2 separate regions of the Sus scrofa genome follow, and region 1 is linked to region 2. Evidence: chromatin contacts called from public HiChIP or PLAC-seq data. All regions are on one chromosome and are shown on one strand. Each heading gives the region's core, a stretch centred on a gene start, on an enhancer-like site or on the middle of the called end of the contact. The rest is flanking DNA. Distances are from core to core; before and after follow the strand shown. Region 1 has its middle 32 kb from the start of LOXL4. Region 2 overlaps R3HCC1L (coiled-coil domain-containing protein R3HCC1L).

Region 1 (6,457 bases), core at 683-3,182, 110 kb before region 2:
TGGTTAATGAATCCAACTAGGAACCATGAGGTTGCGGGTTCGATCCCTGGCCTTGATCAGTGGGTTAAGGATCCGGCGTTGCCTTGAGCTGTGGTGTAGGCTGCAGACATGGCTCAGATCTGGCGTTGCTGTGGCTCTGGTGTAGGCCGGTGGCTACAGCTCTGATTAGACCCCTAGCCTGGGAACCTCCATATGCCGTGGGTGCAGCCCTAGAAAAGGCAAAAAGACAAAAAAAAAAAAAAATTAAAAAATTAAAAAGTAAAAATAAAAATAGGGTGCAAAATGCCCACCTTGATTGGCTATTAAAAGGATTAGAGATAGTCTAAGAGGAAAACATATCAAGTCAAACACATGGACATTACAGAAATAGAACCATTATAAGATATTTCAGTAAACTTCTTTTATTTATACAGCACCCCATTTCCATGTCCTTTTCTTTGGCAAACAACCGCTCTGCAACACTAATTGTGTGATTCTAGTGAGGCTGCCAGTAACCGTGGCCTGTGCCTGGCTGAAAGGATGCAGGTCTGCCCAAAGTCCTCATCAATGCCCCTCCCCATTCACTGTGATTGGTCAAAGAGCTAGCATGTGACCCGTGAAGGGCCAATCAGGACACTCTGGTGGGATTCCCTATAAGGACATGGGAGAGAAGTTCATCCCCCACGGACAGTGACCAATGATGCAATAAGCCTGCTGCTGACAGCAATCACATTCCCTACCACATAAAGAAAACTCTTCAATGGGAGAGAATGAGGTCCCTCGATAGAAAGAAGAGCCAAGAGATAAGAGTAATGAGGAAGGGAGGAAAAGGAAGCTGTAGGAAAGAATGAGAGAGACTGAGAGACAGGAGAGAGAGAAGAGCTCTTGTTATTCTTGCCCTGGGTCTAGCCACCAGCCATGTCCGATGCTCACGTCGCCTCTTGATTCCTAGTTACAGGAGTAATTCCACTCGGGTTACGCTAGTTTGCATTGAGTTTCTGTTGATCACAATCAAAAACATCCTGATCAATTCAGACATGCACACAGAAAAGGTAAAACGTGCACACAACCATAGCACGATTCAGGCAGAATGTGGTCAGCACCACAGAAGACACACCAAAGCTGAGCAAAAACACAGGGGAAAGAGCAGTCAGGTCTGACTGGCTAAGGCACGTTGTGACTAGGAAGGGCTTCCCGAGGGAGCTGGCATTTCCCTGCAAAGCCTGAGCACGTGGGCTTTAGGGCCGGACAGACCTAACTTGGAATCCTGACATCCCCATAGACCAGCTGGGCAGCTGCCAGCCAATGACTCTCTTTGAGCTTCTGTTTCTTGCCGGGGGAATGGAGCTAATGATAACATCTTATACTTTTGCTATGAAGATTAAATGAAATAATACATTTTCGGTTCCCAGAATATAGCCAGCACGCAACAAATGTTAGCTACTATTGCTACTTTGAGGGTGATTACTATGATTATTCCTGGCCAGGAGCGATTTGCTTGACAGCCACTCTCTTAAATAATGATAGGAGCCTTCCTCCTGACAGGAGCTGCTTCTCCCTGCTGTCCCTCCTTGAGTGAGGACACTGGTCCCTGCATTGTCATAGGTGGTTCAGGAGATGGGAGATGGCAGGAGCTATTGCTCCAGGAACCAGCTGTCCCCTCCCCTGCGGAACAGGGAGCACGAACCCTGAGCTGAATTTCAGGAAAGGAGGTCTGACCTCTATCCCCTCCTCCCATTTCTGCTGCTCTGGCTAAAGTCTATTTTTATCAGCTTTGTACTCCCCTGAGCTGAGAGGTTTGGCTCCAGAGAACAGTTTCTCCAGGGGGGAAAAAACATGTAACCTCCAAACCTCTCAAATCAATTGCATGCATGGTTCTGCTGTCCTGGCACCTTGTGTGCTCCAGCTGGGGGACCAGCTGTCTAAGAGCTGGGGCCTCTGAGCTGGGCTGAGGCATGACTGGCCCCAGATAGGTGAGGAATGCATTTTTCCAACCCAACTGCCGGGGGGTGGCCTGAGAGCTCCAGGGACAGGGCCAAAAATGACACAAACCCACATGTCAGCCATCCTCCTACCTGGCACCTACAGGAGGAGTCAGGAAGTGAGCTGCCCAGCACCACACCTATTAGAGTTGGCAAAGACCTCAGCCATCGTATCTTCCAACCCCTCCACTGAACAGCTGGGGAAATAAGGCCCAGAGGGGGAGGCCCGCTCTGTGTCCTCAGTGCGGCAAAGCCTCAGCTTCTGGCTTCCCAGTGACCTCCCTGGGGACTCGCTGGCTGGGCAGTTCAGCCGGGTCATCTGTTGCTTAGAGTGACAGCTCCACACCTGGCTCGACCAGCACTCCTTTCCAGCCCTATGGTTGGCCCCATTCTGTTTACTGCCAGCATCGCCTTCCTGTGTGTTTTCTTACGGGAAGAGCCAGCCGGAGGGGCCAGGCAGGGCCACAGCTATTGAATGGACCTTCTGAAGAGCAGACTGTTATTCCAGCAGCTCTGGAATGTCTAGAAGGATGAAACGAAGCTGCTGTTTGCAGGGGTGAGGAGTATGCTGGCCCCTGCTTGAGCTCTGCATATTATAGGGTTAGAATTTTTAAACAATGCCAAAGCCCAGATTCCAAAGCACGTATACATTATTTTCAAACCTGTACCTCCCAAGGCCCTTGGGAGGTTAAGGTCAGTAGGCTTTACAGCCACTATAGTCTGTCAACGATCAGCTGAGTTGGGCCCAGTCAAGCGAGCAGCCTGGTCTGTGTCTCCCATGTTTCTAACACTGATTTGAAGGTTTGGAAACCAGGTTAGTGCCAGGTTCCTAGGGGCAGGCACAACTGGCAGAGTGAGATTTACTCTGTGTATGATGTAGAAAATCCCTCCAAATGTATGGGGTTTTCAAACAGAGGCCACTCCAGCCTACCTAGCATCCTTATACAAAGTAGAAAATAGTTCCCCTTCCACAATCTGGAGGGAAATTGTTGTAAGATACTGATTTTGTTAGGACAAGATACCGATTGCCAGGGAACTGTCATAATTCATTTACAAATCTGCAATGTGTATGACAGGAACAGGGCCTCCACAGCTGTTCGATGCATCCCTGCACAGTCATGTGGAGTAGTTTGGGCTGATGGCGCCGCTCTGCCTCTTAGCTCAGAGCCTTCCAAGATGGCCCTATGGACCCTTTACTGGGGGTCTTGATTGTCTCTTCCCTTTCCCTGAACAGTTGGCTTAGTGCCGCCTAAATTCCGAGAGCAATTTGATGGGGCCCTAAACGCCTCCCCCATCATCCCCAGTGCAAGGACATGGCCAGAGGCCCCGGGGCAGAGATAGGAGCTCAGATCAACCTCTGCTAGGAACAGGAAGAGTTGGGTGAAGCTGGGAGCTGCCTAGATAGGGAATGCTGATTGGTATAAGGAGGCAGGAGAGTGTGGGAGAAAAATAAAGAGAGGCACAGAGCCAGATGCATCCAACAAGCCTCCAGGCTCTGCCTCCAGGGTCTCACTCTACGCTGGGAAGAAAAACTCAAGCTAACGTCCCCTCCAGAGGGAAACCATGAGAGGGAGGGCTGGGAGGATGGACTCCTGGTTCTCACTCTCCTGCAGGCTGGGGAAGAATGTTAAACTCTTCTATAGGCTCCACCCAAATGTCTGCAAAACAGAGAAGTCAGAGCCAAGGGTGGGAAGGGGGGTTGGGGTTAATTCATTTTCACCTTCCTTTAGGAGCCAGAAAGACACTTTGGCTCTCATTTCCCCATTTCCACGCGCCACTCCCCCCACCTCCATCTGGGCCCTCACCCTGGTCACTGCCTCGGGGCTCATTATCCGCCCACTGATATTCAGAATGATTTCATTAAATCAGCGCAGATGCAGTCATGAAGAACTTATTAAGGAAGTTTGCAATGGCCAACACTTCCCACAAAGAGCCAACTTAAATACCAAGCAAAGGAGCCATTTATGGTGTCAAAGAACCCCCCCCCCCATGCATATGGTCAAAGAAATATTGTTGCTCTTGGGTGATGCGGAGGGTGCAGCCAGAAAGCTGCAGGAAAATGGTTAATATCTATTTTGGGGAAATGTGGATTAAAAATAAACAGCCGTGGCCGAGGGCAGCCATGTGATGGTGGAGCACACGTGAAAGGCAAGGGCAAGGATGTTCGGTTCCAAATTTCGAGCCTGAATGATCCAGCTTTATTTGTTCCCTGTAAGGCTCATAATTTCAAGCTTTTATTATGCAAAGCAGCCAGGTTGGTTTTACATCACCAAAGGAGGTTTGGTATGATTAACAGATCACATTTGCCCATCAATTCATCTATGAAAAGGTGGGTTAGCTTGAAAGAGATAACTTAAGTTATTTTCAATTCTTTAAACATGGAGATGTGGGCAGCCTAAGTCAGGCTTCTTTCTCCCAAGCTGATGCAGAGAAAAACTTATGGTGGGGTATGAGAGTGCCCAGGATAGTCCCAAGGAACAACCCATCCCTGTGTGCCAGCGAACAGCCTGCGGCACCCAGAGGTTCGTGATAGGGGCTGAGCTACCAGGCAGGAGTGAGGGTGTAGGCTTCGTAGCTCCTTGGGAGCTCTCCAGGGTCCTGGATATTTTGCTAAAACTCTTTCGGACCTAGCGGACCCTCAGGCCTTGAGCTGGGTTCAGCGTCTCTGCCTTCTCGGCTTTGCTCTCCAGATAACAACTACACCCAATATGAACAGCTTGCCAATGTCTGCATCCTCCTCGGTCTCACGCCACGTGAAAAAGTATCAAGATGTAGTCAAAAGAGGCTTAGTGTTCAAGTCAGACAGACGTGGGTTGGAATTTCAGTTCGACCCTCTGTGTATGAGTTGGGAATATTATCTCTTCTCTTCAAGCTTTGGTTCCCTTTTCTGTGAAAGGAGATAATAACTTTTGTCTTTTAGGGTTTTTGTACTTTTTTTTTTTCTTTTTAGGGCCATACCTGGGGCATGTGGAGATTCCCAGGCTAGGGGTTAAATAGGAGCTGCAGCTGCCGGCCTACACCACAGCCACAGCAATGCAAGATCCGAGCCGTGTCTGTGATCTACACCACAGCTTGCAGCAACGCCAGATCCTTAACTCACTGAGCAAGGCCATGGATCGAATCCGCATCCTCATGGATACTAGTCGGATTCTTTTCTGCTGCGTCATAACAGGAATACCCACTGTAAATATTTTTAAAGTTAGCAAATATAAAATACTTATCTTGTGTCTGGCATACTGTAGGTACATAACCAATGCCTAACATTATTATCCAGTTAGCGTCAATGCTGTGCCTAGGCTGCTTCAGCAGGCTGTCAGCCCCTGGACTGGTGACCTCATGCCCTGTCATGACTTAGGACTCAGTGGTGGCAAGGAACAGAAAATAGGTGTTTGCTTATGAAGCAATAATAATAATAACATAAGGGTTGCATTACAAGGACTTGGCGGTGTCTGATGGAAGCCAAGAGCCTAATGCATCAATCCCTCCAGGACCCACCACCATCTACCATCTCTGCTCCTCTCTGACATCTGTCTCCTTTTTCCATCTGTAGGCAGATGGAGTATTCTTCCATCTACTTGACAGAATATGCCCTCCGTTGTTCATGAGTATTCACTTTGAAGGTCCAGAATAGAGACTGGACCGGGCTGGCTCCATTTTGTCAGTCAAAATTCCAGTTTAATGAGGGAAAAAATCTGATTGGGCCAGTTTGGAATGACCCCTGATACAAACAAGCCAGACCGGGATAGCAGGTCACCCAGCAGGAACATGGCTACTGGGCAGGGAGAGCCATTCCCAGGGGAGGCGGGGCAAATGCACGTCCAATAGCATCGCTGAAGTTTTCAATACAGAATTCCTGTCGTGGCACAGCAGAAACGAATCCAACTAGGAACCGTAAGGTTTCGGGTTCAATCCTTGGCCTTGCATGGTGGGTTAAGGATCTGGCGTTGCCATGAGCTGTGGTGTAAGTCGCAGACGTGGCTCAGATCCTGCATTGCTATGGCTGTGGTGTAGGCTGGCAGCTGTAGCTCTGATTCAACCCCTAGCCTGGGAACCTCTGTATGTCATGGATATGGCCCTAAAAAGCAAAAAAAAAAAAAAGTTCTCCATACAAACTATTTTCAGATGCTGGTTGGTGCATAAAGGCTGTTAAATTGTTGTACCACAGATAGGGACTTTAGGGGTGATAGATGCAAAGGTGCTTCAGTCACATATTTTCACATTTTCTTTTTTTTTGTAATCAGGCTCATGCAGAATAAAAAGATAATGGTCTGATCAAAGTGGGACTTATGAGTGCCATCCGATAACTTTCCACTGTGCAGGTGCCATGGTGGGAGACATTGCAACCTTGTACTTTCACTGAAGCCCCCAGAAGTGTGTACCTGGCAGGGAGGGGGTCAGAGTGACTGGGCCTCCTGCTTGTGATCCCAAAGGAGATGCTCCTAACCAAGAAGGGCTGACCATACGCAGAAAGAGCTGAGCCTAGAATGTGGCCCCAC
Region 2 (6,339 bases), core at 18-2,517:
TAAAATGAAAAGCAAGGCTTCAGAACAAAGAACAGGAGCTGAGGTCTGAAGTGACCACTGTAAGAAAACCGTCAATGAACCTGGCCATGGCTAGGGAAGGTACCAGGACAGGTAACATGAGCATAGACATGTACTGACCAAGAGGCTCTCAGAAGGCTCAGTGCCCTAGAAAGGCAGAGGAACCAGGAAGATAACAGTTAACATTCAATACTCAAGAGCTTGATTATCCATTTTGGGGGTAACTCAGCTTCTTGTTTCTAATATTTTACTTATTTTCCTGTCCATGTTTTCTTTCATATTGGCACTACGGAGTAGAGAGAAAAAAGCAATTTCCGATAGGTAAAAAGTCCAATTTAAGAGGAAAAAGAAAAATCTGTATAAAATAAAATCAATGAATTATCCCTAATCATCCCTCATTACCATGACAAACTGGGAATTGCCAGCATATGTACCCTTTCTCAGTGCTTACAACTGAGAAAGGTGGCCTTCCTGATGCCTTAGCATTTACAAAGCGTTCTGCCATTAGGGAATATGGGTTAAAGGCTAAATAAACTATGTGCCAGGATTCCAGAGAAATTAAATCAGCTCTTAATTTTATTTTTTTTCCAAGTCAAAAAAAAAAAAATTCTCCATCAAGAGTCTGCTCGACTTGTAAAACAGTACGGAACTGAAAGAGAATTATTGTTTGCTCATCACCCAAGTTTAGTTAAATATTGTATGGGAGATTCGGCTGTGATTCAGCCTCATAGTGAACAAACTCTAGGCTGGCAGTAACGGGAATGAGACTGCACTTGCTGCCACATCCCGCCAAGTCCCACTGCTGTGCTTTGTGGTCAGACTAAGGCCAGGGCTGCAATCGTTGGTTAGAAAGTGTCTCAGAGTTACGGCTGCCTGTTCCGCTAAATCTCATTTCATCCTACTGATGGATGGATGGACAGATGGCTGCTTGGTGAAAGCAGCATTATCGAGCAGCTTCTAGGGAGCCTCTGCATGATGGATAGCCCTCTTTCTACTTTCTCCAAACCACCATCGATCCAGGCCATATTTCAGTGGTCAGAAGCCCAGTAATATTAAGACACACAATCAGGTTAAGTTACTTGCAGTGTAAACCTCTAGAACAGAAATTCTAACACCTCTGCTTTGTTGTCACAAACTAGGCCGAAAATGTTACAGTCCATTCTTTCTAGCTGCTAACCCAATGAACTCCCAACAGCTCAAAGCCCAAAGGGAACAGCTGGGCTCCATTCCTAGGAGCACTTGAAAAGCTGGCTTGCCTGCCAAATTTTTTACTAGCCAGTTCTATGAAATGAACTCTGCAGTTGTAGTGAGCAGATCTGTGAATATGTGGTTCCAGTGGCATGTGAAGCTATTAGAGGCACACAAACCGCATAGAGTTTGTCAGTGCCAATAAGCACTAGCCTCAAATGTGTGGAGCCTTGGATATACCATGTCGACATGCCTACCAACACCAAAGTGGGTGATTAAAACCAGGATAGATTAGAATTTTGTCTTGGGCATATAATCCTAATACACTGTTTCTGCCTAGTTTGCCCGGGTGGCTTTTACTGTCTAATGTACATGTCAAATCCTAAGTACTAATTTTTGGCTGTTTTTACAACCACACTTTGGAGTCCATTTGTCTGTCACCTTTGAGACACTCAGCTTGCTTATTTGGACTACATGCCCTCTTTGTTCCTTCCACATTATTCTATGGTCTCTAACTCATACAACTAGACTCTGTATCAAAGTTATTTCCACTCATGTGATAAAGAAATGGATTCTGACTCCAGCTTTGTGATACAGATTCCCAGGCCCCACATGCCCTCTCTTCCTAAGCTCACGCATTCCCAAATGACTTCTTTAAATGCTTCACTATCAACTATACTCCAAATCAGCTTGGCTTGGCTCCTAGTCCTGCCTCTCTTGACTGACTCGCTGCCACAGAGTCTATGTTCCGAGAATTTGTTTGTGGAGTCAGAAAAATGACTCAGTGGAGTGGCAACTGTTGTTCTTTTGCCATAATGGTAGTTTACTATAATACTTTAATATTTATGCCTTCACAACAACTACATTTCTGTTGCTAGCCAAAAAAGAAAAAAGAAATCCAGTGCTATTTTTACAAGATATTAATTACAATGTCTTATAGAGAATAGTCCTGTCTTTCACATAAACATTAAAGAATTTTTACAGACTTAGTATTACATTACTGAAAGAGAATGCATAGTTCAGAATTCAACATCCTAATTTCTGGAATAAGGAAACTAAGGATCTGAGGTTGTAAGATGGATGGCTGGAAGGGCACTAAGTAGCAAAGCAAGACTGGAACCTAGATTTCAATTACAAGTGTTGTGCTCATTTTATTATATTTCTCAGACATCCAATTTTCACCCTTGGGATTTCAGAGACAGTGAGGGTAATGAGGGTTTAATGTCCTTCGTATGTGTGCCTGTGTGTTCGGGAGGAGGAAGGTGGCCCCAAGTAATTTAAATTCGGCCACTCATACTATTGCGCTTCCCATCAAAGCTGCCAATGGGTCATCTGAGAGTCACTATCTCAGAGAACAAAATTAGATGAATTCCTGACAACTGGAAACCTCTACTCTTCTCTTCTCCCTTCCTTATATATTGGTCCCAGTCCTATCTAGAAGGTTGAAAAGAAAAAAGCAGAATGATATCTAATGCAAATAGAATCAGAAAAACAAGAGGCTCCATAACTTAAACGAATAGAGGAGCAATGTGTCTTCATTTCCAATGACGCACATTCTGGTCCAACACAGAGCAGAAGTTGACTGATTGGACTTCACCCTCTGGTGGTCAAAATGTGTTACTGCTGCATTTCCTGACTGCAAAGCTACCTCCATACAGACCTTTGTAACCTTAGAGCTAGCTGAAAAACACCTTGGAAAATCCTGTCCTACAACCCCCTTATTTTAAATATGAGGGAACTGGTTGAGGAATTTATTTCAGACGTGTAGCTATATGACTGATAAGTGAAACCAGAACCCAGATCTCCCATCAACTAAACTAGTAGTTTCATCACCATCATAGTTGCCCTAACCAGTTTCCACCCAGTATACATACTCAGGATACACTAGCTGAGCAAAGTGTAATAAGGAAATTATGGTGCTACAAAAATAATCACATAATACATATCAAAACCAAATATATTATCCACACTAACACCCATCTCCATTAGTGTAAATGATCAGGATGGCTTTTCATCCCAGTCCCACAAAAATGTCCTCATACACCAGAGCAGAACTCCATTACAACTCTTCTTAGCATCAGACAAAAACATTTCTCCTATGAATTCCAAAAAAGGCACCTCAGAAAAAAATAACTGGTGCCAGGTGAATAATAAGAATGGATAATTCTGCAAACTCTTATTCCTACATACTTCCTAAGTTCACAGAAAAGCTGTTTTATTTGCATTAATCAAATATATTTTAAATAATCAATTTTTAATAAGGCTATCTCAAGGCAACACAAAGATCTTTCCTTTCAATAAAAAGTCTTCATATTTATAGAGTTTCTATTTAGTTAAGAAAGTTCTATTAAGGAATAAATTAAGCAAGAGAATAAGGACATATTTTTCAAAATCTGCTGCTATGAACCACGTCTAAATATGTTTTCTGTTCCATTAAGGTGTAGGTCGTATAAGCAAAAGTGAATCCCTGTTAGAGTAGTACCAATAGTAGTAGCAGAGGAAGAGAAAGAGAAAAAACAACCAGCTACCATTCAGTGGGTGCTTATGAGGTGACAGGGACTGTGCTAAATACTTTATATTTTCTCATTTGATTCCAGCTATAATACTATGAGGTAGGTACTATTCTCTCAGTTTTACAGATGAGAAAGCTGACGCTTAAATAACCCAAAATCACATAGCTTCTAAAGTGTTGCTTAGGATTTCAAAGTCCCTGCACTTAACAATGACTGCTTGATATTAAGCAGGATGATCTCTCACAATCATCTATTAACTTCATAAATATTAACAATTTGTTTACAATCTGTATAAATGCAAAGCAACAAAACAAGAAAAACCAACTAGGATGAGAACGAAAGAACTTTAATGCTTTCATGACAGGACTAATCCCAATAACCTTCCAGATTTAAAAGTGCTGACAGTAATAATTCACCATTGTCTCTGAAACTTCCTCATTCACCTTGCCTCACCTTCAGAGCCATATGGTGAAGCTCACCAGGTGTCAGGAGAGGAACTCCCTCTCCTCTATTCCCCATAAGAATAATCTCTATACTTCTTCCTACCAATTCCCCAACCATTTGAAAACATTACCCTTCTCTACATACTTCCCTTTCTCCAGAGGCACATGGGAACGCGGGAACAATGACCAGTGAAATTGATAACACAGTTCCTGGACTGAAGGAAGCTTCAAAGCAGAATACAGAGTGCACTTTCAAATCTGAATCTAAAAACAAAAGAACTTGTACATCAAATACTGCAGATGGTGTATTTCTGGTGTAATCTTAATCAGGATACAATAGTTACAGTGTTTTAATATTAGTCTGCTTCAGACGTTTACAGCCTGTGACTCTGTAAATGCAGATGAACAAGGAATATAGCTTGCAGACCTGGGAGAAACATTTCATGAAAAATCTTGAGTATGAAGACAATGAAAGACACAGGATAGATGATTCCAATAGGATGCTGAGGGCCTCAAAATACGTAAACAAACTATGGCATGAAAAGGTTTTTCTCACAACATAACACAATTCATGCTCCCAACTTATTTTACACTCCACTGGCCATAGTCGCCATGCATCAGCAGCAACTGATTTCACGCTTTATAGGCTGGGAAACAGTCCGCAGCTTAGTCTCTTTCACAGTCCACTGATGTGGTAACCCCACGGTTCACCACCTTAACTGTTCCAAGTTTAATGTTAGCACCTATTACTGAGCATCTCAAAAGGTAGTCAGATCAAAGCTTTAATATTATAACTGAACAGTAGCAATATACTATGTAATAGAAAGGTAGAGAGCAAAGTCTGCTTCCTAATCTGCATATACACCTGGTGGTAGGGAGGGAAGAGGAAAACTGTCTCCTCAAATTTCTTTCCCTCACTACACATCTGGAGGTTGGTCTGTGTTTCTAGACTTATTTGAAATTAGTTCCTCCCCTGGGTCTATACTGGGTTGCACTGATATCCCATAGTTGACAATAAACATTGAAATGAATAAGGTTTTCAGAGCTGTGCCTCAAACCTGACATGCATTAAACTTGATCTTTTTTCCCCTTTAGGATTCACAAACTAAAGCTAATAAACCACTGAGCAAATTTTGAAAGTAGAGGCTACTAGGCTTTCTTTTTGCTAAGTGTGTTACATACATTACCTCATTTGATTCACACTATATACTAAGTTTATAATATACTATATACTATACTATTACCATCTCAATTTTACAGATGAGAAATCTGAAACATAAGTTACTTAAGATCACACAGCTTCCAAGTATTGGTTAGGATTTCATAGTCCCCATGCTAAACTACTACAGTCGACTAGAAAACATGCCTTCTAAAAAATGGGGTAAAACAAAGCATGGTAGAGAATAATTTTAAAAAACAAAAAACCCAAAGTGCAATAGTAACAAATGAGCATAACTGTAAAGAAGGTGGAGTCCATATGTTAGCCAAACAGTTACAATCCTCTATCTCCTTCCTCCCCGTAGCTATGCTAACAACTGTGAAGGCCAAATGTGGCTGATTATAAACTGAGACACCAAAAGAAGCAAGTTTCACGTTAAAGCAGGCAAAGAAAATACTAAATAATTAATAAATAAGAGCTTCTCTTACATGCAGATTGAAGGTTTAGTTTATTAATGAAGAGTTTCGAGAATAACACACCTTAGAATATAATAGTAACTCCAGAGAATTGCTCCTTTAAGGATCAGGAAGTCTCTACAGAGTGCAATAAAGGGGTTTTCAAAGTAGTACTGAAAAAACATGGCTCAGGTACTACACTGTATTCTAATCTATTATTCTTACGGTACAAAAACCAAGATCAACGCTGAAGACCAGTAAAAGCTAACAATAGGTAATGGTATTTTCTTACAGCCAAACAAATATTTATTAAGAGCACAGATTGTACTAAGATCTGTGATGGGGCGGTGGAGTCTGTAACGTAGGACCACAGATAAGAAAATGGTACGAACCACATGAACAATATAGCCTCCCCTCTTTAAGCTGCCTCTCCCTAACTGGGAAGAATTTTTCTAAGTTGTTTTAAGGTAGTATATAATTGCCAAATAAAGAGAAAAGCTGTAAATGGTAAAAACCCAGAGGAGAGAGCTATCACTAAGGACCTGGATTAGCTGAAGAAGACA

The links. HiChIP or PLAC-seq counts read pairs in DNA pulled down with a chosen protein or histone mark.
Region 1: an H3K27ac HiChIP or PLAC-seq map of skeletal muscle shows a contact between it and region 2. The contact joins two enhancer-like sites. A contact is called at or near these places in 17 of 47 Hi-C or Micro-C datasets (adipose tissue, alveolar macrophages, embryonic fibroblasts and 10 more) and 1 of 2 datasets of contacts at active chromatin or transcription factors (skeletal muscle).

Annotation. Positions count from the first base shown.
Region 1 is chr14:109,621,701-109,628,157 of Sscrofa11.1, reverse strand. No RefSeq gene overlaps it. Among named protein-coding and RNA genes, the nearest start is that of LOXL4, 32 kb to the right of the region's middle. Within about 2 kb of position 1,932, at least 11 of the 83 cell types and tissues checked have an H3K27ac peak or open chromatin away from gene starts, as enhancers often do. A contact at or near this core is called in skeletal muscle, where this site is marked.
Region 2 is chr14:109,506,514-109,512,852 of Sscrofa11.1, reverse strand. All of the region lies in intron 1 of R3HCC1L (coiled-coil domain-containing protein R3HCC1L), which reads right to left. Among named protein-coding and RNA genes, the nearest start is that of R3HCC1L, 26 kb to the right of the region's middle. Within about 2 kb of position 1,267, at least 14 of the 83 cell types and tissues checked have an H3K27ac peak or open chromatin away from gene starts, as enhancers often do. A contact at or near this core is called in skeletal muscle, where this site is marked.